2 separate regions of the Mus musculus genome follow, and region 1 is linked to region 2. Evidence: chromatin contacts called from public HiChIP or PLAC-seq data. All regions are on one chromosome and are shown on one strand. The core of a region is the stretch at or near the end of the contact, and the rest is flanking DNA. Distances in the headings are between cores, read along the strand shown.

Evidence for each region. HiChIP or PLAC-seq counts read pairs in DNA pulled down with a chosen protein or histone mark.
Region 1: a contact with region 2 is called in an H3K27ac HiChIP or PLAC-seq map of embryonic stem cells, with 7 read pairs. The contact joins two enhancer-like sites. A contact is called at or near these places in 1 of 484 Hi-C or Micro-C datasets (embryonic stem cells), 2 of 115 datasets of contacts at active chromatin or transcription factors (both in embryonic stem cells) and 2 of 9 other capture datasets (adipose tissue and pancreatic islet).

Annotation. Positions count from the first base shown.
Region 1 is chr1:34,064,561-34,067,260 of GRCm38.p6, forward strand. The region is part of intron 4 of Dst (dystonin); the gene reads left to right. Among named protein-coding and RNA genes, the nearest start is that of Mir6896, 51 kb to the right of the region's middle. Within about 2 kb of position 1,296, at least 8 of the 459 cell types and tissues checked have an H3K27ac peak or open chromatin away from gene starts, as enhancers often do. A contact at or near this core is called in embryonic stem cells, where this site is marked.
Region 2 is chr1:33,944,165-33,946,864 of GRCm38.p6, forward strand. All of the region lies in intron 2 of Dst (dystonin), which reads left to right. Among named protein-coding and RNA genes, the nearest start is that of Dst, 37 kb to the left of the region's middle. Within about 2 kb of position 1,422, at least 65 of the 459 cell types and tissues checked have an H3K27ac peak or open chromatin away from gene starts, as enhancers often do. A contact at or near this core is called in embryonic stem cells, where this site is marked.

The DNA of each region.
Region 1 (2,700 bases), core at 46-2,545, 120 kb after region 2:
GTGACCTTATGTGACTGGCCTCTTTTTTTTTGTTTGTTTTAGGTTTATTTATTTGTTTATTGTATGTATGAGTACACTGTTGCTGTCTTCAGACACACCAGAAGAGGGCATCAGTTCCTATTACAAATGGTTGTGAGCTACCATGTGGTTGCTGGGAATTGAATTCAGGACCACTGGAAGAGCAGCCAGTGCTCTTAACTGCTGAGCCATCTCTCCAGCCCCTAGCTGAGCTCTTTATACCTAGTCATTTTACCCTTTATTTTTTGTGGAATCCCACAGATAGCTTGGCTCCTGGGACCCAACAGAAATCATTGTGGCTTCTAGAAAGGCTGATCCTTCCCCTAGAGACTCTTGCTATGGAGAGACCAGGGATGGTGTGCCTGAGGGAGCACCTTGGATGTGTTTCCTTGGATATTTCATTGCTCACGGTGGCGTCTTCCTTAAAAAGATGCTTAGGCCTTGCTCTGTTTGCCCTCATTCACTCCATAGACTTATTAATAAACACCATATGATTCCATCTGAACTTTGTCTTTGCAGACTGTGTTTACATTTGGATTGTTATCAGTGCAGTTTCATGGAAAGTGTTCATGTTTGGAAGGCTCAGAATTGACTGTCTCCCCCCCCACCCCCCTGCCTCCCCCATAGTAAAGTTTCGTTCATATCCACTGGTCATAACTGAAGGTCTGACGCACTGCTGTGGTCCTCCTCCTCACATACGGTGAGCCAGGAGGGCGGCTGGCTCTGTTCAGCTTCATGAGCCTGTATTGCCATGGCTTAGCATTGTCTTGTCTCTGTAACACTCTCCCTTAGTGGCTCAAAGACAATGATCAGAGCTTTCTGGCTGAGTCATTTAGATAGTCATGAAATATTTTATCCTTTTAAAAAATTTTTTTTAAAAAAGAGAAGTTACCAAAATTGCTTGGCATTTTAAAGGTATAAAGTGAGTAGAATTCCAAAATGCTGTGGAGACTGGTGACGAGGCATCCTGTTGTCCTCTTACAGTAAATTAGTTATTGCTCCCGTGGCTCGTAGAACAAGTGTAACATTCATTCACTAATCACCTGCCTCAGCCTGCCATACATACACAGGGTGAACGACAGGATTTTGTCTTCCCACTTTCTGGTAATCATTCCCTTGGAGGTGGTGATAAGGACACTGGGACCTTCCTCTGACTCTTCTTTTTTTTTTTTTTTTTTTTTTTTTGCTCCATCATCTGACCTTCCTCTGGTTCTTTGTTGCTGCTCTGTCTTGTCTTTGCTGGTCTTTGTTTTTCTGGGTAGGAACAAAGGAATCTGAGTCTTCGCTGGCCCTTGGAAATGGTTGGCTTACAGACACAGTCAGTTGCTAGCTTTCAACTCAGCACAGCGGCTATTCACTGGGATGGCAAACTGATGTTTGTTATTTTCTTTATAGCTTTATTTTCTTCCTTTCCACTTGGTTTTGAGTTTGTTATTTGTCATCCCAGCCTTTCTCTACCTTCATAATATGTATCCAGCTGTGTATTTGTAGTGGTATAGTCGGAAACATGCTTTTGTGCTTTCCTTATTTTTGAAAAAGTAAGGTTATTTTATTTCTGCAAAGAATTCCTTTTGCTTCCTGTATTAGCTCATTTCTTTTACTGATGATAAGGAGGCCATTCTCTCTAGCGCAGACAGATCACATTCCTTCTTAAAAGGGGAAAATGGTTTTCCTCCAAGTGTTTTCAAGTTTGCCTTTAACAGCATCTGTTTTTATCAAAGTTTTACATTATAAGCCACAGAAATTATACCAGAGCCAAACAGCAAAATATAGAAGAGAAAATTAGACTACTATATCCTCTCATTTAATCTTGATATATTAAAAATTAAAAATGATATTTATTTTCTTTTCTGGTTTTCTCCAACTCAAAACATGGCTTATCAACCTAGAAATTTGGGGATCAAACATGTCTCCTGTAATTGCTAACTTCTCTAGTTTGGAGGATTTGAGGAAGCAAATCAACTGCTTTAAACTGGAATGGTTCAGATATTTACCTGTGTGAGCTGAATTTGCATTGCAGAGGGGAAACATTTGGTGAAAGAATGTTCTCTTTAGCAGGGCGTGGTGGCGCATACCTTTAATCCCAGCACTCCGGAGGCAGAGGCAGGAGGATTTCTGAGTTCGAGGCCAGCCTGGTCTACAAAGTGAGTTCCAGGACAGCCAGGGCTATACAGAGAAACCCTGTTTCAAAAAAAAAAAACCAAAAAAAAAAAAAAAAAAAAAGAAGGATGTTCTCTTTACAGGATGATTTCTGTTATACAAAGAAGGGATGGTAAACAAAAGACCTACTATGTTATAACATTTAATGCTACCTAGGCAGCAATTGCTAATGGGGATGGAGGGAAAGAAAAGGTGAGAATGAATGGAATTTAGCTGGGCATGATGGCACAACACTCCAGAGGAGCCTGAGACAGGAAGATCATGAGTTCAAGGCTAATCTGAGATACCCTGCATAACTCAATCTCAGAAAAATATACTGACACTATATAGAGACATAATACATGAATGTTAAGGTCTAAAACTTACAGGAGTAAAAAAGGCTCTCCTTATGATGTATGTCTGAATCATATTGTTCATCTAAGTTCCAATTTATGGTAAATTTTAAGAGCAGTGTGTAATCGCTAGAATTTAGACCAGAGACCACTGGACCAATGATCCAATGACTTCAGCTATCGGATGACA
Region 2 (2,700 bases), core at 172-2,671:
CACTGCCCCTAGTGGCCTGGCTGTTCCACATCAGTCATTGACTAGGAAGATATCCTCATAGACTTGGCCTATAGGCCAATCTGATGATAGCATGTTCTCAATTGATGGTCCTTCTTTCCCAGTGACTCTAGCCTGTGCCAAACAAACAAACAAACAAACAACAACAACAACAGACAAAGGAACAACCAACTAGCCTAGGGAAACACACACACACACACACACACACACACACATATACCTTGCTTCTTGTATTCCATACAATTAAAATTTAAAGTATCTCAGTTTGAGTTAGTGATATAATAAAGAATGGTGGAGCCATATGTTGGAAAATTATTCAGTTAGAAAGATGTGCATTTGAAATACTATCTATCGGAATCCTTGCTAAATCTCTATCAGTCTAGGAAGATAAGTAGGATCTGTGTTACTGCTAGGGATTGTTTTGGAAGGATGTTTTAGAAAGATAGAGCAGGGTCATTCAGACAGATTTTTAGTTCAGACATAAATGGTACATTTATAGGAGGACTTATGTTTTGTGATCAGTATTTTCTGAGCATGTCAGACAGGTAAAAGAACCAAAGTCAAAACCTGTGGAGAGTCTGAAAGAACGTAGGTAGGAGAAACAGAACCCGACAGTGGTGGGGTGGTGGAGTCGGTGTGGGGGTGGAGTTATCATGGCCGTGAACGCATTCTGAGTACGTCAGGCTGAAGAACGCTACAAAAAGTCACACTGGAACAAACTCCAGTCAAGTTCACGAACTGGGGAAGCCAACCAGAGTCAAGGGGTGGAGGTTGGAAAGTTCGTAGTTCTTGCTGGAATATCAGGGAGACTCCAGGGAAGGTTGTACAACATCATGATAGCTTTAGCCACTGCTTCAGACTCAGTAGCATCCTCCCAGGAAAGGGTCCCCCGGTGCAGTGCTTGCTGAGATCTAGGCTGCGCCTCCACAGAGTGCAGAGTGGGCGTGGCATGCTGAAGTCTGTGCCGTGCTCCGCCCAGTGCTGAGGGGGTGTGGCGAATGGAGGGAGAGCAGGAGAACTGGACACTGTAAGGGGCTGTGACAAAAACTCACTGCACAGCATTTCTCAGTGACCGCATTGACCTCCGATTGCCGGGAAGCCTGCGTCCTGCTCCCCGTTTCTCCTCTTTACTCAGAATACATTATCAGCGGCTGTTAGGTCATGGGACAACTCCCTCTGCATCCCCTCCCCCCAGCTTTCTGATAAGTACACCTCCAGAGTAAGCAGATTTTGAAAGAGAATGTACTGCCAGAAAAGCATTTAAGTCTTGAACACAGACCAAATATACACTTCATCTCAGCAGGGGCCAAAAGCTCGTTCCCATAACATAGTCAGGAGCATCAGTCAGCCCTTCCTCTCCTGTGCACAGTGATGGGGCTGGGGCGGTTTGGAGACATTTCTGACCAGCGCAGTGTATGCCGGGACCTCTGCTCTTTGGTTCCTGCATAGCAGCCAGTCTGGGGGGCTTGATAGGGAGTCTTGGCCAAACATCTACCCCTGACTGACTGCTGCTGCCTCCCTTTCATTACCTTTGGGATTTGAAGTCCTGCTCGGAGCTTCAGCACCAAACTTCAGTAGCCCTGATTAACTTCATTCATTGGTAGAGATATTGATGTTTAAAATGTTTAACAACCGGAGTTATTTCATATCGAGTGGTTCTTTCTAGTTGCTAGATCTGGGGCAGGTTGCAGAGCACTGGGGAGTAGGGTGATACAGGAGGACTTGCCGGGGTTTTTTGGGACCTTTACCCCAGTTCCTGTGTTTTATGCAACCATGCCCTTGGTGGCTGTGCAGACCCGGGCCTCTGCGTGCCGCAGGCTTGTCTTGCTGCTTCCTCTCAGTCCAGTCTGTTCTCTGCTTGAGCCAGTGCTACAGTATCTACTCTGTGGCTGAGACTGCCCAAGTTAGGATAGGGCTGGCATCAACCTCAGGAATCTTTTTCCAGAAACAGTCCAGAAATAGGTGGACCTCAAGATGAAGCTGTTCTTTGAGAACAGATATTTGGAGGATGCCCTTGATAACAGACATAGTTGTAAGATTGTGTTGCCACACATCCTCCCTCCCCCACTGTGTTGGCAGTTCAGTTTCTATGTGTTTCCATCTTTTACTTGATCGATCTCTCTCTCTCCTTTCCTCCCTCCCTCTCTCTCTCTCCTTCCCTCCCTCCTTCTTGGTATTTTTTGAAACAGGGTTTCTTTGTGTAGCTCTGGCTGTCCTGGAACTAGCTATAAAGCTAGACCAGGCTGGCCTCAAACTCAGAGATCTGCCCGCCTCTGCCTCCTGAGTGCTGGGATTAAAGTCCTGTGCCATTGCTGCCACCACAACCCAGCTCTGTCTCTTAACCTTATAAGCTTATTTTTGTGTCTTAACAACTCTGAGTGTATAGTGGCCATTGGAAAAGCTGTAAGGATTGCAGCTGAGATACTGAAGAAGTGTTTAGGTCTTTAGTATGACTTCAATTTTCAAAGCCCCTCCTGTTCTTTTGTCTTCGGCTTCCTGTGTCCCTGGCCCCACCTCTCTGCTTGCTTTCCTGCCTGGCTTCTCCCATGATCCTCTTTGTTTCTCACACCTCTCTGCACTGCCTTCTCACTTGCGACAGGCCTTCATGCCTGTTTTTTAAGTGTCATTCATCAAATATAGTCACATCTCACCATAAAATCTTGCCTTTAGCTCCTCCGAGTT